Linked DNA regions of Mus musculus: regions 2, 3 and 4 are each linked to region 1. Evidence: chromatin contacts called from public Hi-C and promoter capture Hi-C data. All regions are on one chromosome and are shown on one strand. The core of a region is the stretch at or near the end of the contact, and the rest is flanking DNA. Distances in the headings are between cores, read along the strand shown. Region 1 holds the start of Chd6 (chromodomain helicase DNA binding protein 6). Region 2 holds the start of Top1 (topoisomerase (DNA) I). Region 3 has its middle 120 kb from the start of Gm35374. Region 4 holds the start of Plcg1 (phospholipase C, gamma 1).

Region 1 (5,110 bases), core at 1,823-4,322:
GGAACACCACAGAAGCTTGCTTGGGATGTAGCCATGACTAACTGATGTGAATCCCTGCCCAATGAAAGAAGAGCTGGTGAGTCAACTTCCTTTCTTTCCCTACGACACAGGCAATGCCGAGACTCATGTTACATGGCTTCTTAGAGAATAATCTCAGAGCAGAAACTATCCACCACACTTAGAGCAGGCCAAACTAAAAGTCATTCTGAATTTGCTTTTCATCCCTACCTTACACTCACACCTCATTCCTGTAGCACAAAACCAACCTCTGCTTCTGGGCAGAACTCAGCAAAATGCAGCTTAGCTGCTGCCTCTTCCCAGAGTGCTGCCCTGTAGGGCCCTAGCTGCTTTCAAAGTGCTGAAGAGTCGGCTTCTCAATTCTGCAGACCTATTCTTTCATGGCTGGGCCTGCAGTATCTTGTCTTCTGAATGTAGCCTCAGGCACTTCCTTTGCTCCCACACATTCTATTCTATTTGGTTGTGAAGCCATCCTGGACTCCTATTGATTCCCTGTCTGACCACCCCACATTGTGTCTTTGTGTCTTATGCTATTGACTTGCCTCTGAGAATGGCAAGGCAAGGCAAGTCTACCTTTCCGTTCTGTCCAGCTCCTGCCCTTCCCCAACAATCTCTCTAGTCTCTATGCCTCTGCTTAATGGTGCTTCTTCCTCTGCCCAATTTTTATTTCCTCAGCCTCATCCCGGACAGAATAAATTCATAGATGTCAGCCCCCTTGAGTACTGTTGAAAGCTCTAGAACCCTTGATCCTGGTATTTGGGCTGACTGGGTCTGACTACCAGCTTTCTGGTCCATTAGTTGTTGCAGAAACTGGATAGGAAGGTAAGTAAGCTATCTCTTAAGAGGCCAGAGCAAGGACAGTTAGCTACCAGCTTGGCAGGATTGGCGATTCTTGGGATGTACTTCTCTCTGTCTTGTCTCCAGACTGCAAGCCTCCCTTTGAACCAGGATGCTGTCTGCCTTAATACTCTATCTTTGTATCTATAAAAACAATACCTACAGACATAGCTGATACTTAATAGCTAAGGAAAGATGGAAAGAGGAGAAAGTTTGGGCTGTGACACATTGTGGCCATCCTTGAAACAAATGGAAAAAGGTGGCAGGTGAGACAGCTATGTGATGTGCACTTTCAAACTAGACAAATTACTGGGGTAGTCCAAGAAATGAAGAAGTGCCTTAGCTAGGATTACTGTTACTGTGATGAAACACCATGATCAAAAGCAACTTGAGGAGGAAAGGGTTTTGTTTCTCACAGCCCCATGTAACACTTCTCACCAAAAGCAGAGAGGGCAGGAACTCACAAGGGGTAGGAATCAGAAGGCAGGGGCTGATAGAGAGGCCATGGACGGGTGCTGCTTACTAGCTTGCTCCTTATGACTTGGTCAGCTTGTTTTCTTATAGATCCCAGGACCACCAGCCTAGGAGTGGCACTGCCCACAATGGGCTGGGCCCTCCCCCATGAATCATTTAAAAATATGCCCTACTGGCTTACCTATAGTCTGATCAAGGCTCCCTCCTCTGATGACTCTAGTTTGTGTCAAGTTGGCATAAAACTAGCTAGTACAAGAAGCAGGACCCAGAAGAGAATTAGGGCCATTGGCTGAAAGACATAAGACAACCAGGACTTCTAAGAAGCTAAACATATTCTCTTAGGGAGTACAGGAAGGCTCTGTTAACATTGTGATTACCCTTGACACACTCATACCACCCTCATCCTAAACAATTCTGACAAACTGCTCTTGGAGTCATCAGACTCAGATCATTCCTGCTTTAATTAAGATAAAGTGAGCTTTTAAAGTCAGAGTCCAGCCAGTTTTGGACTTTTTTTTCTTCTTCTTTTATTTAAGTATTCACTGGGGAAACACTCCAGATGGGACAGGCAGGAGTGAAGAGGAAAAGTGATCACCAGGTCCCAGAGTAGGGAGGATGCTATGAGGAATATTTAGCTAGGCAGGATAGGCTCTAAATTCCTCCTTGCCCTAATTGTTCCTCCCCCATCTCTGGTCTGATGTCCTTCCTCCCGCCATCTGTTTTCTTTATGGCATTTATCACTACCTGCCTCTGTGTTCATTTATTTATTTTATTTATTGCTTTTCCTTTGCCTGTTCGGTGAGTGCAAGGGCTTTGTCCTATTGACCGCTACATCCTCCGTCTCAGATCAATGTCAGGTATTTAGTGGGCACTTAAAAATTAGCTGCTAAAAAACGAATTACGGAAGACAACAATTGGTTGAATCTCTGTCATATGCTAGGCCCTGTCCTTGAGGATGCTACAAGGATGGTAGTGGAGATAGGCCCGAAAATAAACACACCATGGTTCCACTCCTGATGTTACTGAAGCATATCCAATGCGCTGCAGGATCCTCAGGGCTGGAAAACTCCCGGGGTGTGCAGGGCCCTGGGAAGACGTTCCTAGTATGCTAGGGAGCCAGGCGGATCTGCAGTATAAGCAGCTGGAGACTGACGACCCGGCTCCTCGCTTCCCTCGGCCTCTCAGCATCTTCTTTTTCCTGTCCGTTGGGACCTTCACCTCTCCTCGAGTGCGCGTTGCAGGATCTGGGCGCCGGCGGGGCGCTCACGTCGTGGGACCCCAGTACATCTTCTCCCACCTCCGGAGAGCCAATCCCGGGTTTTCCAGCTTGCTTGCCCACTACCTGCGAGACCTCCACCTGCAGGTTGAGCCCCAGCCGCGGGCCAGCGCCCAGGTCCTCGCCCCCTGCTTGCAAAACAGAGCGCAGCACCCCGCCCCGCCCCCTCCGCCTGCGGGACCCCAGCCCCGCCCCGCCCCCGCGGCCCGGCCGCTTCATTCCGGGGGGGCGGGCCGGGAGCTGCGCTGTCTGCAAGGCGGGGAGATCTAGGCTGGGAGGCGGAGCGGCTCCGACATCGACCAATCACCGCTGCGATCACATCCATGCAAATACGAGCACAATGGAGCAAGCCCATCACTCGCTCCTGCAAGCAAGCTTGAAACGGGCTTCTGTCTGATCGGCAGCCCACACGACCAATGAACCTGTGTTTTGGGCAGGCGAAACCCAATAGCGCGGCAGGGAAGGCGGGCCCAAGCTGGGTTAGGGTGTCCTTGCAGGGTGTCTGAGCTAAACTTCACCAAATAATAGCTGTTTGTATTTTGGCTGCTGCAGGAGCCATTTTAGGTAAGTTCTTCTCTTAACTTTTTATTTTCCTGCCTGGCCCCGACAAGCTGGGCTTGCCCGCGGGGACCCTGTCTCCGCCCCGCTGGCCGGGATGGGGCTGCCCTATGAATGGAGCGGGGCTGAGGGGCCGCGGCGGCGCGAGGCCCGGCCGGGCAGGGGTCCGAGCGCGGCCGCGGGCGTTCGGCCAGGCCGAGGGCCCCGAGGCCTGAGGCGAGGGGTTTGGCGTCCGCCCCTCCCGGCTGCCGCGCGCTCTGGCCGCCCGCCCTCCGTCCTTGGGAGAGCGCCACTGCGGGGCCACGCGCCCAGGCTTGGGGTCCTGCTTCAGACCCCAAGCGCGGGCCTTTGCGGCGGGGCGGGGCCTGCCAAGGCTTCCCAGGGGACCCCGGCGGCCCACGGCGCGTGAGGGCCACCCCCGCGCCCGCCAGCCGCTACCGCCCCCGCGGAGAAGTTGCTCCGCTCCGCGTCCTGCGTCTGTTTGCAGGGGTGGAGGAGGGTGGGCCGGTGCCAGGCTGCTGCTCCGGGAGGGGGCGGGGGCCCCGGCGCGTCCCCGGGTCGCGCGCCCCTCCGGCCGGCTCCTCACGCACTAACGCGCACTCGCCCCCGAAAATTTGAGCCCTCAAGACTCCAAGCCACCAAGCTACCCCGCTGCCAAGTTTGGTGCGTTATTAGATTGCATGTTAGAGCTTGCAAAGAAATTAGAGAGAGGGAATATGAAAAAAAAAAAAAGAAAAAAATCTGTTTCCTTCAGGGTATTTATTTCTCTTCTCTGTTGAGAAGTAACGGAGGAATGTCCTTCCTAAAATTTCCAGGGACCATGCCTGTCAGATGTGGAGAGGGGTTGGCAGCTCCTTGGGTTTTAAAACGAGGTTATTAGGAAATCCCCGCACTAGTGAGATAATTGAAATGTGAGTTTGTTTGCAGCTTCAGTTTTATTTGATCCAATTAAAAATGCATAAGCATGCACTTTATATTTGTGTACATAGAGTATTCCTAGTTTCAGTTATGACTAATATGACTGTGGTTTCACGAGTGTGGGATCTAATAAGGCAGTATAATTCAATTTTGAGCTCGTAGGCCCGTGTTCTCCAAATTAGGCTTTATAGACCATTAGTAATCTGGCCAAGGTTTCTAGAGAGTCTCTGGCATCTCTGAGCATCTTTCTCCGGGGCTTGTTTGTGCCTTTTTTGCCACCCCTCAAGAAACTGTTCATTTCTGCTGTAACAGATCCATGAACAGAGAAAATAGATATTTTAAATATTGACAGTTTTCAAGAGTGTCTGAAATATTTTGCCTAGGATTTGATTATTTCCCAAATGGTATATAAGAATACCATGCCAGTAGGCCCTCATATTGGCATACTCCATGGGGATCTGCTTATGGTGCTTTTGGAAAAGTCTGGACAGACACCATGCTTTCTTTCAGAGCTCTGAGTGCTTGACTTATTGTAAGGGAGTGAGCGGGTCTGTCTCATTCACTGTGGGTAGCACAGTAGTTTAGTTGGAAGCCAAGTTGGAAGATCAGGTTGGCAGCCTCTGAGAGAGTTTTTTGTGAACTTTGTGGTTCTCTGGCAACAGAAGGATTTGAGATGTGTGTATGATAAAATGATTAGGCATGAGTTGTCATGTAGCCTGGTTTATGCCAACCAGAGCAGGTGGTTTCACATAAGGGGTGTATCCATCCCTTTAACCAAGGGCCTGGGAAAATGTGAAGCGGTGTGACTTAATTTGGAGTTCCTTCTGTCCCAAGATTTCATAGATGGATTATTAATGTTTTGTATTTAAACTAACCCAAAGACTAGGAAGATGGCCTGTGTGGTAAAGTGTTTGCCATGTTAGCATTAAGACTCAAGTTTGTATCTCTAGCATCCACATTAAAAAATCAGGCATTATGGCTAACTCCTGTCATCTCTGGGGCTTGTGGGCCAGCCAGCCAACCTAGCTG
Region 2 (5,110 bases), core at 823-3,322, 460 kb after region 1:
CCCAGAACCCAAACTAACTGAACACAATCGGACCCATAAGAATCTGTGGGAATTTCCAGCATACTACAATGGAATTGCTGGAAAATCCATTAAATGTGAGCTTCTTACTGGGGTGGTGGGAGACACCCACCAACATTCTTCCCTGGGTAACTTTAGTGGAAATATTTTGAAAACATGACTGGAAAGGGCTCAAGAGCCTAAGGATGTGAGGAAAGCCAGTTAACTCTTAATTCCTGAAAAAAATAGCAGCCCCTGAGAAGAATGAGGAAGAAGACAGGAGTCAGGGCTGGCCACTCTACTTCAATAAATAAAATCTTTTTTAAAACTCCCTATGACCCCAAAGAAAAGGCCAGCACACCATGTCTAAATGAGCAATTCAGCAACCTTTCGGAACAAGCACAATAAACTGTGTCTCAAAAATAACCCAAAAAACAAAAAACTCTACCTTGCCACAATAGGAAGTTCTGGTCACTAATACTTTTAATTTTTTTTAAAGAATATATGCTCAAGTCCAACACTCACACTAGATGACACACAGACAACCTGAAAACTTTTTTAAAGGGAGTTATCTTTGCAAACAGCACAACTTGGGAAAACAATCCCAAAATACAAAGAACTCCACAAAAGATGGCTTTAGTTTCAAGAACTGTAACTGCTATTATAAACATCTCACCATTTAAAAAATAAAAGGACTAAAAACAAAAAACAAAAGAAACAAAAAAAACCCATAAAACCCTTAGCTGCCTAAGGGAATCTTTCGTTCTGGAATCACAAAAATTAAAAAAGAAGAAGAAAGCAAGCAAACATGAAGCAGAAAGCAAGTAACTTCCAAAATAAAGTTCTATTAAGAAAAAATAAAAGATAATTCCGTCCCTAAGCCTTCCTTCTTTGGTGAGGTCTGTGATTTATATGGCTCTGCTCTGCAGAAAGCTCTTTCTGGACAGCTCAAGGAAGGAGCTGAGGGAGGGAGAGAAAGACACAGGCACAGAAAGGAGAGGAGAGAGAAAAAGAAAATGGCGCAGAGACTAAGTCCCGACCGTCGACAAGGCGACTTTCCCGGGAAGAATCCCGGCGGAGAAAGGCCGCCCGAGACCCAGCGACGGTCGACGCGGGGTCTCCGGTGCCCCCTCTGGAGAAGGCCGTGATCTGGGGGTGCTGAGACCCCGGGAAAGGGGGTCCAGAGGCGGCCCGATGGGAACAATGGGGCCGGTGAGCGAGGAGCCGGGACTTAGTCTCTGGGACGCCATGTCTGTCCTCTGCCCGGCTCCGGCCCGGCGCGGGGGAGGCAGGCAGCGGCGTGTGGGGACACTTGGGGCGGGGCGGGGGGCACACTCACCATTCAATCGGAAATCCGCTTCGATCTGAGGAAAGAAAAGGAGGGAAGATGAAACAACCGGCACATGAAGCCCCGGGGCGGCGGACGAGAGCGCGCGGCCGGGGGCCGGGGCTCGGGCCCACCCGGCGCCCCGGAACCCAGAGGCCCGCGAATGGCCTACCCGGGGCTGCCATCCCCCCACCAAACTCCAACTTGACGGCTCCGCCCGGGACCCGGCCATCCAAGCGACTCCAACCGGCCGCCCCTCATCGCAGACTCGGGCCTGTCAACCCGGCGCGGCCGGCTGGGGCTGGGACCGGGGCCCTGGCCGGGGCCGGAGCCGGCCCGGGCCCGAGCAGCTGGGGACGAGTCGGGGGCCGGCTGGTCGCACCTGGGAATCGTTGTGGAGATGGTCCCCGCTCATGTCGGCCGGCGTGCGAACGCTGCGGGCTCAGAGGCAGCGCGGGGGAAGAGAGGCGGACGGCAGGGACGGCCTGAACGGGCGGACGAAGCTCCTGAGAAGCACGAACAGACGGCGACAGCAGCCACCGGCCCGAGACTCCCGGGACAGTGGAGGAGGCAGCGGCGGTAGCGACGCGACTGACAGACTGCCGGGCGGGCGGACAGCGAGAACAGACCCCAGCAGTTGTGTAACAGCCTAAGTTCGCATTTCCCCTCACTGCGCCTGCGCGGCCGCTTTTAAATGGGACGTCGTCGTCGACGTCAGCGCTCGTGGAAAGAGGCTGAGGGTTGCGGCGGGTCTCTTAGAGGTCCGGGAGACAGAGCCGGTTTTGCCTCGCAAGTTCCGCCCCTTTATTAGCATACGGACTTAACTCCGCCCACTCTCTGCTTTCTGCCTTGCTACGGGACTGGCGTTCTCAGAGGCGGGACACCGGCTCTAGCAGCACGCAGGCGCAGCGTGGACACCGCCTCTGGACCTTGGACACCCGGGCGGCCACGTGGTAGGCCTTTAAAGGCCGCGGCGGGACCCAGCTAAGCTGGCCAGGGACCGTGTCTCCAGCTTCTGCATCTCTAGAGCCAGACAAGTTTGATCCGCACGTACCTTGGCTGCCCCGATCTTAGTTCACCAGCAGCCGTAAGGCATTTAGCTGGAGTCTCCTCACAGCCTTTGTCCAGACTTCTGGAATACTTCACATCCATTTATTTATTATTTATTCTTTTTTTTTGTAGGGGGGGGTGTTCGAGACAGGGTTTCTCTGTGTAGCCCTGACTGTCCTGGAACTCACTCAGTAGACCAGGCTGGCCTCGAACTCAGAAATCCTCCTGCCTCTGCCTCCCACGTGCTGGGATTGAAGGCGTGCGCCACCACCGCCCAGCACTTCACACCCATTTTTAAAAATTATTTTAATTTTTCAGTCAGGTTTAGCTCCAGTTTACAGTCATGTAGCCCTGTGTCACAAGTACCCTACTGCATTTGTTCTTTTTATAAACATTTATTAAGCGCCTACTGTGAGACAGGAATTAGTTTGATGTGAGAGGGCTAATATTCCAAATCAAAGGGAATTGGACCCCCAGGTAAATGGATCCTGGTTCTAACCAGGACTGTACCCTGAGAGAACTTTATTTAGGGAACACCATACTATAAGGTCTGCCCTGACTCCTCACAGTCCTGGGTGTGGACCATCGACCACTATCAAACTGTCTTGAGGGATTAATGACATTAGCAATTGGATTTGCAAGAACATCCCAGGCTGAATTCATCTCCAGTCTGGCTCAATCCCCCATATAAATAAATTCGGAAAATGTTCATAAACATTGAGTGATAAACACTTAGGGTTAATTCTTGTGAATATTTCAAAACTCAAGCCAGCTGGGCAGTGGTGGCATACGCCTTTAATCCCAACAGTTGAGAGGCAGAGGCAGGCGGATTTCTGAGTTCGAGGCCAGCCTGATCTACAGAGTGAGTTCCAGGACAACCAGGGCTACTTAGAGAAACTGTCCCGAAAAACCAAGCTTGAAGTGCTGCACGCCCCTTTCCGCATGCTGTACCCATGTGCCTCTCTCCTTTATAACAGTTATCACAGTTGTTAAGTTACCCATATGGGAGCTAGTGACTTCTTTTCTGTCTCCTTTATATAATTCGAGGTCAGTGAGGGTTAGGACCTCTCCATCTTGTTCAGCACTTAGCCCCCAGGAATCAACAGGTCCTCTGACAGAAGAGTCCAATCAACAAAGGCAAACACAACAATGCAGTGGCTAAGAGTCCACACTTGGAAGTCAACTGGCCTATTTTTCAATTCTGCTTTCCTAAGCAGAATTTTCCTATTCTTCCATGACCTTGAACAAGTTGTTTAACCACTCTGAGTCCCAGTTTCTTCATCTGGACAACGGGACAACAGCGATAATTGTGTTTAATAGACAATCCCAAACAAACAAAAAGACTTTGTTTAAGGGCCTGTAGATAATATGTATCATTTGATGTTTAGGTCTGCCTGATTCCAGCACTCTTTCTCCACAGCTGTATGCCAGAGCCAGTTTTGCCTGCATTAGTGTCTCCTCAATAGCCGCTTTCCCATGTCAAAAGCAATCCCAGGCCACCAAGCAAAGCATCTGCCTCCCACCCATTTACTGCAGTTAGGCTGAAATAATTCAGCCTTCAAGAAAAATAGTGCCTCTGCTTTAGCTTCCAGCCCCTGGTGACTTGGGATCATCGTCATTTGCTTTCCAGGTCCCTCCCAGGAAGACCAGCTAGTAGTCATGGAAACAGAATGCAGGCCCCAGGATGATGAATCAAAGGTGGTATCCTAGGCCCAATCATGGCCACCCAACATCCCACCATAGACTAAACGCCTCTATCTATGTTTGGCTAGTGATGTCCACATGGCCACTCTTTCTTCTCCAACCAATGATCCCACACATGGTCATAAGCACTTGAGAGGACTTTTGGCCCCACACAGACAGACTTTTACATTTTTTACTGCTTTATATCTATTTCAATGTGTATGACGGAAAACACTTAACTACCACATAAAACCCACAGTAATAACTGTTTAAGTTCAAGGGTTTTTTTTTAAGATGTTGGGTGATTAATTTTAAATAAAAATATTCAGCTGGGTGTGGTAGCCCATACCTTTAATTAACTCACTACTCCACAGGCAGAAACAAAGGGATCTTTGTGAGTTTGAGGCCAGCCTAGCATAGTGAGTTTCAGGTTAACCAGGGTTACATAATGAGACTGCTTTTATTTTTTAAAAAAATCCAAGAATAGTACAGAGAGGGAATATAAGACATACTCCAGGAAGGTCAAAAGCAAATATATCAGGTATGGAAAATACTGTTTTAATTCAAGACTATTCACTGACGGATCACCTCAGCCTTTATAAAGTAACTAGATGATGATGTATGCCTGTCTCCAGAGCATGACTGGTAAAAGGCGGATGATTTGTAGATGTTACGCAAAAAAGGAGCACTCCACACACAAATACATACATCATTATGATTTAAAGTTAAACAGAGCTTTTCTTGGTGTCCTGTTTAGAATCTTCAATATGCTGATACCTGTATGGTGCTTAAGTCTGCAGTGTCTCCAAAATACTTTTTAAAAATTTCCTTATGTTTTGCATGCATTGGTGTTTTGCCTGCCTGCATATCTGTGTGAGGGGTGCCAGATCCCCTGGAACTGGAATTACAAACAGTTGTGGTGGAATTGAGCCTGGGTTCTCTTGAAGAGTAGCCATGCTCTAAACTACTGAGCTAGCTCTCCAGCTCCTGCTTAAACAGGATCTCTCTGTCTCTCTGTCTCTGTCTCTGTGTGTGTCTCTCTCTCTGTCTGTC
Region 3 (5,110 bases), core at 1,153-3,652, 400 kb before region 1:
TGATAAATTCAAGCCTTATTTAGCCACCAACTCCAGTCTCAGCCCCTCTCCCTATGAAAATAGAAAAATCTCTGGTCTATCCTCCTTTTCTTGGCCTTCTCCCTTCTCTGAGCAACTTGAGAACAGACATCCCCAGCTCACTGCTGAAGGCATCTGAACCAGTGTCAATAAATGGCCTTTCCTGGTTGAGAATATGCAAACCAAAGATAGAAGTAAGTTAAGACTTACTTTAATATTGTTAGTGGGCTTGAAAAAAAAATGATTAAAGCTTCCCCCAGGACTTACACATCACTCCACAAGGTACAGCCAACAGGTTCTGTGCAAAATAAGAAGCCAAGCGAAGAATCTTCCTCAGAGGTGACTCCATCTGTCTTTCTGAGAGTAGCCTTGGAGAGTGATCAGCCATCACTAATGCCTCCAACAGAGGCCCACAGGGACACCCAGTCAGCTTTGGCATTCCATTCCCCAGAGATGACTAAAGCTGCCCCAGGGTCATTGAATAAGCATGAGCTAAAGGCTCCTCAGAGAGTCACCATATGTCCTAACAGACTGTGGCTCCCTACAGAGGGGAAATGTGCTAAGACAATTCCTGTCCTGCTTGTCAGAACCAGAAAGACAGTAGCCTGGCCACAAGAGCCAAAGGGAGCCACAAGGGATATACTCTCACTGAGAGAAAAATGTGACCAATTCTCCTTACCACTGCAACTGGAGAAATGAAACATCTGAAGGTGTTTTCTTTGAATAGATTGAGGCATATTCTAAACTCCTTGGAAGATTTAATAATTGCAACCACATTTTAAATTAATGCATCAGAGTTTATTCTCTGCCAATACCAGGAGAAAGGCCTATCTCTGAAGCATGCACCGCAGAATGCTCACAGGGTCTGAGGATGCAAACTGTGCTGCCTATAGAAGTCACAATTGCTCTCATGATTAGATTTGAGGCCTGATCTCCAGGACAGGATTCATGACTGGTGCTATAAACATAGTCAAAACCCAATGCTAGGGAAGTCATAGGTCTTAAGGGAGAACATATTATTATTTTTCTAATGGTCAGGTCAAACTGCTTCTAAATATTTGTGTTTATATCCCATGGGTGTGTATTATTCCCGCCTTTGCGGTGGTGAGTGGCAGTGCAGGGATGGACTGCTCTCCAAAGTGCTGAGTATGTGTAACTGTGAGTGCTCAGCTGTAGAAAGGCCATCTGGATCTACACCCACCCCCAGCAGCCGAGTTGCAGGAACATTGCAGAAGAGAGAGAAAGGGTTCAAGAGCCAGAGAATGGGGAGGAGGGCTTCAAAAGATTGTTCTCCAGACATGGCATGGCTGCTATAAATATGGACTCACAATGGCAGTGATTACCTGCACAAGATCACGCCAGTTAAAAATTCCAACATGGAAGACGAAGACACTCCTGTTGTGCCACCCCTAGCTAAAGTACTATTGGCAGCTGATGGCTGCTCAGGTATCAAAGTCAGTATTTTCTTTAGGATTATGGCTACTGGGTGGTTGGCCATGCCTCAGTGGATGACCCTAATGCCTATGGGCATATGGGCAGCAGAAATCAGACTCAGTGGGTTACAGAATAATAAGTAAATAAGCCAGCAGATTGGGAGGGAGATGTGATTAGGGAATCCTGAGGGGAGATGATGGGAACAGTAGGGGATAGATATGATCAAGATACATTGTATACATAAATTTTATCCAGACATGTATGAAATTTTTAAGCAATATGTTTTTAAAATCATAATTCACCAGGAAGTAGTCCTACTGACTCATATAAGTCCAGTCCAAATGGTCTGAAATCAGATGTTGATCACTGATGCCTGAAGTATTGTTGGGAGCCGCCCCCACATTCGCCGTCACAAGATGGCGCTGACATCCTGTGTTCTAAGTGGTAAACAAATAATCTGCGCATGTGCCAAGGGTATTTTATGACTACTTGTACTCTGCCTTTCCCGTGAACGTCAGCTCGGCCATGGGCTGCAGCCAATCAGGGAGTGATGCGTCCTAGGCGAAATATAACGCTCCTAAAAAAGGGGACGGGGTTTCCGCCATTCTCTCTCGCTGGCATCTCTCTGGCTCTGCGCGCCCTGCGCTCTCTCGCTGCCTAAAGATGTAAACAATAGAGCGCGCTCTGCGCCCCGGCGCGCCGGAGCTCTGGCTCCTAAAGATGTAAGAAGGGGGCTTTCGTTTTTGGGGTTTGGGGTTTTTGCACTCCTGCTCCTGAAGATGTAAGCAATAAAGTTTTGCCGCAGAAGATTCTGGTCTGTTGTGTTCTTCCTGGCCGGGCGTGAGAACGCGCTAATAACAAAGTATGAAATGAGATTGTAGTATTCTGCACTGGAATATGGATTACCAAAGAGTCGATCAAACAAAATTTCTAGAAACCATGGCCCACTACAGGAAAGAGAAGAGCCTACAAGGTATGCCTGCCTTTAGTAAAACAGAAAAAGTGGAGCTTCTAGGTGGGCCCCAGCCAGAAATCAAACAAGTTGTAGCTTAAGAGGTTAAGGTATTTTGTATGTAAGAAATAGCCTCCATAGAGGTCACAGGAAGGGGAATTAAATGCATATAATGTAAGAGATCCAGTTATGATGATCTCAACTTTACAAGTCAATGAGGACCCACTCCAGAGATGCACTCCCCACCCCGCCTAAGCATCCCAGAATGGTAGCTTCCAACCTTTAGAGAGATGGACTAACAGCTGGGAATTGGTTCCGGTATTCCCCAAGACTTCAGAAAGAAAGAAGAAAAAGAGAGGCAGTAAAGAAAGGGAGGATGGGAGATAAGGGGGAAGAATGGAGGGAAGGGGAAGGAGGGAGGAAAAAAGAGGGAGGGAAGGGAAGAGAGACTGACTAGAAAGAAGAGGAGAAAAGAGACTTTATATCATGGGCTAGATAGAGGGCTGCCTGACTTGTATTAATTAATCCCTCTTATCCATCCCATAACACAAAGCTACCAATCTTTTGTAATAAAACAAAAGGGACTCAGGTCCATGAAGGACAACTCTAGCCTTTCAAATTATCCCTACCTGCTCTTTGTAATTTCCAGCCTCGTCTACTAGAAAGTCCTTCTTGCCCAGGAATCACAAAACTTAAATTCCTGTGACAGATCTATTGTGATGGGTACGTTTCCTAAGGGCTCTTAGGGACTGACTTGCTCTATGTAAAACTTGAGAATAATAATTTCCATCTCATCAGGTAAAAAGTCTCAGACTACATAACTAACAAATATATTTGGAAAGCTGTAAATTTTTGAAAATGTGAATTACTACTTTTATTAGACTATCAGAAGAACTAAGGGATATGCCGCAACCAAAATACTTGGCATAAATGACTTAAGAGAGGAAAGATTTATTCTGTCTTGTGTTTTCAGAGGTTTTAATCTATCATGACAGAGAGGGCCTGGTACTGAAGAACAGTCATTGTGACAGAAAACAGAGAAAGGGAATATAGAAAAGGGCCAGGGAAAGATAGAGCCCCCAATGGCACAGGTCCAGTGACCTACCCCTTTTAATAATCCCTGACTCTTACCCATTCCCACCTGCCAATAATGCCAGCACATTATGAATCCATCAAAGGACTGGTATATTCCCCAGCTCAAAGCCCGCATCATCTCACTGTCTCTGGAAAGCCCTTCACAGATATATCCAAAGTTATCCATTATTAATATGTTAGTTGTTCCTCGGGTCAATCATGTTGACAATCAGATTTCCCATCAGAAGAGGACAAAGAGGATTCTGCAAGATCAAGAAGACCTCTCTTTCTTCTATGGAGAGGAAAACAGAGGTGTTATTGCATTTTCCAAGAATTAAAAGAATTCATTAGTGTTCAAACATTACTCACTAAAGCAGAAGCATCACCACAATAAGTGCAAGAGAACCAAGTACTAACACCCAGGTCTGAAGCCCCCAGGCCTCAGTTTTCATGTTTGAAAGTTTCTACTTCCTTCGTATGTTCCGTCTTCTACCTCCCAGGTTGAGGCAACAGAGCATATGAGCTAAGGAACTTTAATCGAGACACACTTAAGTTCCATTCTGCTCCTGTAGCAGTCTCTGGGTGTCCTTTGTCATCCCCTCCCCCTTGCTGCTGGATTTATTATATCCGATCAACAAAATTGCCATTAACAGAGGTCAAAATAGCCATAGAGGACAATTTCACGGGCTTTGGATGAATGGAATACTGGCCTTCCTGTTGGGCGCTCCCACTTCTCAGCCTTGGACCAGCATCCTGCATGCCAGCATCTCTTCCCTGAGGTTGACTATTCCACATGATGCTTCTCAGGCCCCACGCTTAAGCATATTACATTGTCAGGCTGGGGTGGGGTCAATCTCCTTTCTATCTTCCTGTCATCTCATTCCATCCACACAGCCTGTTTGAAAGGCAGGGTAGCACAGTATTGGGTAGTAGAAAAAGCTAGCTAATTAAGAGTCCAGAGAATCTGCTACTGGCTTCCAATGTGGCCTGGTACAACATCATCTCCCTCACTGGAATCATCCAGAAAAGAGGCTACTGAATAGGATCAATTTTTCTTCGTTCTAGGTACCCAGATCCACTCTATTAAATCTTGGGAGCTCTCTGGGCATTGGGACCCTTTAGCTCTTCCCAAGGTGAGGCTTGTTCAAGAACTAGCCTTTTGGGTTATCTGAAGGTTCCCCTGCTCCAAGTTTTACTAAATCTGAAGAAGTATGGGAATTCTTGTGAGCCTCCTGTGCAGAAAGAGAAAAAGGAAGGGAGCTTCTAGAAATGGGTGTTAGGGCTCATTAGGCCTTGTTGGGGGACAGTCTGTCCAGCCAGTCTCCACCCCCTGCAGCGAGAAAGATGCCTAGACTCTATCAGGGCCCAGCTGGGAGGCCATTTAGTTTGGAGAATGGTTTCCTCTAGGTCCCTCTCGGAAGCTTCTTTCACTGATCCTGGGAACTGAGGCTTTTCATTTTAATTAGCAAAATCTTATGACTGCCTTTGGAAATGAGCCTCTGTTCTCATTTCCTCCACAGACTCTGTCAGCCAAGATGGGGAAGGAGGGAATGAGAAGGTGACATGGGAGCTGTTATCTGGTGTAATTTCAGGGCTGGCAGGGGGCTCGGAGGATGGGAGAGTGGCTGAGAT
Region 4 (5,110 bases), core at 1,552-4,051, 380 kb after region 1:
AAAAATCACAGGGTCGGGCCCAATGAAAACATGCATATCTCTGGGTGACTTTTGTGGGTCTGGAAAGGTGACGTCCTCTGTATTCCTGCCACCCATCCTCAAAGACCCAAGTGAGACAAAACGGACTGGATGGTTCTGTCTCTAAGTCCCTTCTTTCTGTCCAGGCCCCAACTCACAATGACATCCAATGTACAAAATTCCAAACATAGAAACTCATCTTACATGACAGGTGAACAGAAGGGTAAACGATGTACGGCAAAACAAGAGTTTCCTCTTTTTTCCTGGGTAATGAATTAAGGAGAACGGGACCCTCTCTCGGCCCTCCTCCCTCAGAGCCCTTTCTTTTTCTAACAGCCACATTAGACCTCCCTCAGAAGCCCCATCCCAGGGTCTAGGAGGACAAGCATCTACCATAGCTACTGCTACTAATAACTGGTTCTTAAACTTCTGTAACGTCTCTGCTCGCATCTATTACATATTTAGTTTGCTTACTTTACACCAACTATCTCACTTCCAAAAGTGACCATTTATAGTAAATATACTTCTTCTAACTTACAGAGGAACCGAGGCTCCGAGAGGGAAAGCACCTGGCTGGGTGACGTACAGCTAACACACTGGCTTCAAATACCATAGCTATCTTCCACTACTGGGCTACACACACGGTTTACAGTGCAGCTGTTACCAAGAGCTAGCTACCGGGGAACTAATGCCACCACTTAAACACAGGAAATACTACAAACGTAAAATGCCATGCCTGCAACCTGATGTCTGAGTGATGTCTCAGGACTACCGGAACTGTCTGCAGTTCCATCCCCCAACACTGAAAATCACTGAAATGTTCTTCCAGCGGAGGCCAGGGCTGATGGGCACTGGTGATGGTTAAGGGCCAATTCTGTCAGACCTGAAGTTTGTAGTTGAGGATGGCTGTCTTACCACAGAAACCTTCCTTCCTCCTCATCTCCTCACCCATCGACACACATGTACACCATCCCCAGGAAGATCTGTGGGACCTTCTCTCCGTTGTTACTTCCTGACACCACCCCCCCTTCTCTAACACAGACCTGGCTCTTAGGCTAGGTCCCTTCAACCATAGACTCTTTGGGGGTTCTTGTAAGAAACATCTCAAAGCCTGGAGTTGCAAAGACTCCTCATCCTGCCTCACACCGAGGAAAATGACTATCAGAAAGAGCCGAGGTTTCTCAAAACTCCTGACTTACTTCTCCCACCAGAGACTTGTGTGTAAACCCACCACACTCAGGTCTGGGAAGGCTACGACAGGAAACCAGAGGAGCAACTCTGGGCTACCCTGTGGTCACGAGAACATCCAACACAAAGGGCTGGACCTCAAAACCCAAGGCCAGGGAACCTTTCTGAATGCAAGCTCCTTGTTATATGCTGCAAGGGCAAAGGAGCCCTGGCTCTAGCTTTGGATGGCTGCCTAGCACCATGGACCTCCAAAATTCAGATCTGGGGCAAAAAAAAAAAAAAAAAAAAAAACCATCCACGGGACATGGGGAGGGGGAAGCAGTCACGGTTTTAGCTTTCATACCCCATCCTCCCAAAGAAGAGGGAGATGAGTAGGCCCGCTCTGCTCCACAACCAGCCCTACCCCAACATCTGCCTAAGTTCTACATGAGGATTCCAAAGGTTCTTGCGCCAATAAGCCCATCCCGGAGCTCTTAGGAGTTTTCACAGACAGCACACTCTGGAGAAATGGCAGTGGGCAGGAAGATCTTGTCGGTTCCCCAGGTTCTCAGGTTGGATGAGGGGGTCCCTGTCTTGGCTTCCCCTCACAGCCACTGACAGCCGCCCGATGCTAAGGGCCGGAATCCCACTCCACTTGTCCAACCAGTGAGGACTCTTAGGCCTCAGGGCAAAGTGCCTGGAACACTCCCCCCCTACTGGGGGAGGGGGTGTCCTATCAGGTGATCCAAGACCCGGATGCCCCCCTCCACCCGCCCCAGAGTGACCACCAGGGACTGGGCGGAGACGGGGCGCCAGGCGCGAGGCCCGAAAGTTTGCCCAAGTGTTTGGGAGGCGGGCAGGCGCGAGGCAGGCCGGAGTGGGGCGCACTTACTGGACCCCTCGATTTTGTCCGCGCCGCGGCTCCATGTGATCTGGCGCGTCTCCAACTTGACCTGGAAGGTCTTCCGTTCTGGCCGCTGCGACTTCTTGGAGTAGAACAAAGTCATGACGGTGCCCACCTCGAGGCTGCGGCAGAGGTGCAGCACCTCGGCTTCGGAGGGTGCGCCAGGCCCGCAGCCGTTGGCGCAGGGGGTCGCGACGCCCGCCATGCTGCAGCGACCTCGGCGACGCAAGCCGGCGGGCCCGGAGCGGCGGAGGCGGAGGCGGTGGCGGCGGCCGGGGAGGCGAGCGGGACCCGGTGGCAGCTCCTGCGGGCGGACGCGGGGCGGGGACTGAGCGCGGGGGCGGGGCGGGGTGAGGCTCCGCCCTCAGCGCGCCGGGAACAAAGACGCTCCTGGGGACGACCCCCGCCCACCGCCGCGCCTGCGCCCCGCAACCCGGGGCAGGCCGCAGCGGGCGGACCTGGACACCTCGGTTCGGCCGAGCTTTCCCCGCGCAGGCCTGACACAACGCGGGGCACGGCCGCCCGTCACGCACGCAACCCCGCCCACAGGCTGCGGCCCGTCGGTCCGACGCGCGCACGGGCCTCCGGCCCACACGGGACCCGCCGCGGCAGTGTGCACGCCTCCCAGGGAGCGAGGGGGCTGCGCGACCCCCAGCCCTCCCGCCGAACCCGGTTACCTGGCAAGGCTGCCGGGCGGAGGGAGCCGCGCCAGCCTGGCCTCCTCACACCCGCGGTGGCGGCGGGGGCGGGCCCTCCGCGCACCCTCTCCGGGGAGGGGCGCACTCGTGGATTGGCTAACAGGCCGTGAGTGACAGCACGCCTGCCACGCCCCCTCTGCGCAGACGTCTTTTGCAAGGGCTTGAGCAGACAGACGGGTTCTAGGGTGGCCTTGGAGTGTGGCCTCTGGGGAGGGGGCCACGCAGGTGTGGGCAGGGCCCTCAGACTCTCGGACGCGGGTCCGGTGGCCTTCGAGGCCTCTCGCGTGGTCCGCTGCCCTCCTCACGCTCCGCCCGCGCCCTACCTGCACTTAGTCTCCGAAGCTCTGGTTTGTCCTCTGCCTCATTTTCCTCTGGACTCAGTGCTGGGCCAGTTGCAGGGTGGCTTCCCCTCTGCGCAGACACAGGTGACCCCAATCCTGGGTCTCCCCTGACCTCCCGACCCAGGCATCTCGTCATCTGCGCCACAGCCTTGCTTGCCATCCTCATCACATGGCCCCTTTCACCCGCTACACCTTCTCTATATGGCAGTGAACTCCTGAATTTGGAAGACCCCACACCTTGCAAGAACCTTTTTTCTTCTCTCCCTCATCCCTAAGTAATCCACTGAGGCTCTTCCCTCCTGCCTTTGGGGCTCTCTCCACTCTACGCACGATCCTGAGGACCCCTCTTCTCTCTGTGTACACTATCCTCTTGGGTCTTGCCTGCATCTGAGCTTCAGAATTTACCACTAAAGCCTTTGAAATTGCGTACGTGAATTCCCACTGTGCTTCAAATCAGCACAGCTTCGTGGCCCAGCAGTCCTGTCTTGCCTTCCCCTATCTCTCCTGCTTCATCCCTCACCGCGGACTTTGCCTCTATTCTCCAGACATGACACCTGTCTGTGACTGTTAAATAACTTAAAATCAATCTTCCAAAAGCCGTTCTCTGAACAGCACGGGTAAACCCGAGGGCATCCCTTGATCCTGCCGTCTGGCCAATGATGAGCAGACAGTTAGTTGGACAGCTACCCTGCAGCTCTGGACAGCATCTGCATTTCAGAGGTGAGAAGTCCCACACAACATCCCCTTGCAGGAAAGCTCCCCTGGGATTCCTGAGACTAGAATTTGTGATGTATGGGTTTGGACAACCCACCCACCTGGGCCACCTTCGCTTTGCCAGGCAAATAGTGACAGATGCGCTATTTCCCTTGAGGGTGGTCTCAAGAACGTCCGAATTCTGTATACCACTGAGGAACTTTGTCCTGAGGGACTGGGGAGTTGAGATAGACTGACTGCCACCTAGTGACAGGCCTCTGATGTAGGCGGAAACTGGACTTGAGGTTGGCTTGCACAACTCATGATCCTAATTATCTTCTAATCAAGGTTTCAGAGCCCCGTGACTTGAAGTCAGGCTATGTAATAAGTGGGAAGCTGAGTGTCTGTGTTCCACAAGAGAGCCCACTGGGTGAGAGGTAATCCTGGTGGCCATTGGCTAGCTGGCCAATCATTAAGTAAGAGGAGCTGTGTCTTATGTCTGTAGGACTTCAAGAGAGGCCAAATGGTGTAAAGAGATGGACATATGTATTTTGAAGGGAAGGCTGGAGGAAAGTACTTTCCAGGTATGAATAACAGCATGTGCAAAGGCCCTGGGGTTTTTACTCAGTGGAGGGGAATGGCCAGCCAGGATGATTAGACAGAGAGGGCAGATGGAGCTGAACAGGGCCTTTCCCTGCCTGCCTGGTCTGGCCGGTTCTCTCAGGAGACACCCTCTTAAAATGTTGTAATCGTTGTTGAGCTTTCTGTGCCAACTCCAGCAGCCTAGAGGCTACAGTATGCTTTAAAATTCTATTTTCTGGGAGCTTCCTTGTGTTCAGCCCAAACCTTTTTTGCTTTTGTGTCTGTAACAAGACCCCACCCCCACCCCCAGGGGCTCCATGATTTTCTTCCAACAGCAATTTGTTTGCCAGGCCTATAATTGGGAAACAGGGCCTCATTTCCTCTTCCTAGCTTCCTAGGCCTTAGGTGTCTCCTTCTACCCAAGGAAGTTTGGGAAAAGTAGGGCACACACAGGGTGTAGCCAGTATGGGCTTCCCCCAGCTCAGCATATATAAGGATGTGTAGGTGTCACTGGTAATGTATATACATTTGTGCTGTCTGGGAGGTGCTCTAGCCCCCACACAAGGCACTTGCCTGTGACGTCACCCCGACTAGCCCAGATTGGGGCTTATTTCAGGCAACACTCATGCTTCAACCTTAGCTTATACCAAGCCTGTTCCTGGAGTCAAGGAAAGACTGCCCAGCTGCCCCTCTGGCCTGTGGGCCTG

The links. Promoter capture Hi-C pulls out the DNA fragments that hold promoters and counts their contacts. A called contact is a pair of places that touch in the nucleus more often than the background predicts. Capture Hi-C pulls out chosen DNA fragments and counts their contacts.
Region 2: a promoter capture Hi-C map of pre-B cells shows a contact between it and region 1. The contact joins the promoter of Top1 here to the promoter of Chd6 in region 1. A contact is called at or near these places in 5 of 39 promoter capture datasets (the C10 cell line, cranial neural crest, hematopoietic stem and progenitor cells and 1 more), 7 of 484 Hi-C or Micro-C datasets (CD4 T cells, LSK cells, embryonic stem cells and 2 more) and 3 of 115 datasets of contacts at active chromatin or transcription factors (effector CD8 T cells, memory CD8 T cells and thymic regulatory T cells).
Region 3: a contact with region 1 is called in a Hi-C map of double positive thymocytes, with 6 times the contacts expected there. The contact joins the enhancer-like site here to the promoter of Chd6 in region 1. A contact is called at or near these places in 1 of 39 promoter capture datasets (pre-B cells), 14 of 484 Hi-C or Micro-C datasets (B cells, CD4 T cells, CD8 T cells and 9 more) and 3 of 115 datasets of contacts at active chromatin or transcription factors (memory CD8 T cells, regulatory T cells and thymic regulatory T cells).
Region 4: a contact with region 1 is called in a promoter capture Hi-C map of pancreatic islet. The contact joins the promoter of Plcg1 here to the promoter of Chd6 in region 1. A contact is called at or near these places in 5 of 39 promoter capture datasets (the C10 cell line, the HPC-7 cell line, hematopoietic stem and progenitor cells and 2 more), 6 of 484 Hi-C or Micro-C datasets (the G1E-ER4 cell line, the HL-1 cell line, embryonic stem cells and 1 more) and 2 of 9 other capture datasets (liver and pancreatic islet).

What each region holds. Positions count from the first base shown.
Region 1 is chr2:161,107,048-161,112,157 of GRCm38.p6, reverse strand. Chd6 (chromodomain helicase DNA binding protein 6) reads left to right here and starts at 3,072. Exons shown (of 37, transcript NM_173368.3): 1 at 3,072-3,169.
Region 2 is chr2:160,642,859-160,647,968 of GRCm38.p6, reverse strand. It overlaps Top1 (topoisomerase (DNA) I), which reads right to left and starts at 2,072. Exons shown (of 21, transcript NM_009408.2): 1 at 1,707-2,072; 2 at 1,337-1,361. The coding sequence starts at 1,739.
Region 3 is chr2:161,508,848-161,513,957 of GRCm38.p6, reverse strand. No RefSeq gene overlaps it. Among named protein-coding and RNA genes, the nearest start is that of Gm35374, 120 kb to the right of the region's middle. Within about 2 kb of position 2,402, at least 44 of the 459 cell types and tissues checked have an H3K27ac peak or open chromatin away from gene starts, as enhancers often do. A contact at or near this core is called in CD8 T cells, cerebellum, double positive thymocytes and 4 more, where this site is marked.
Region 4 is chr2:160,729,001-160,734,110 of GRCm38.p6, reverse strand. Plcg1 (phospholipase C, gamma 1) reads right to left here and starts at 2,801. Exons shown (of 34, transcript NM_021280.3): 1 at 2,767-2,801; 2 at 2,078-2,393. The coding sequence starts at 2,294. Gm52567 (a long non-coding RNA gene) reads left to right here and starts at 3,364. Exons shown (of 2, transcript XR_003954082.1): 1 at 3,364-4,405.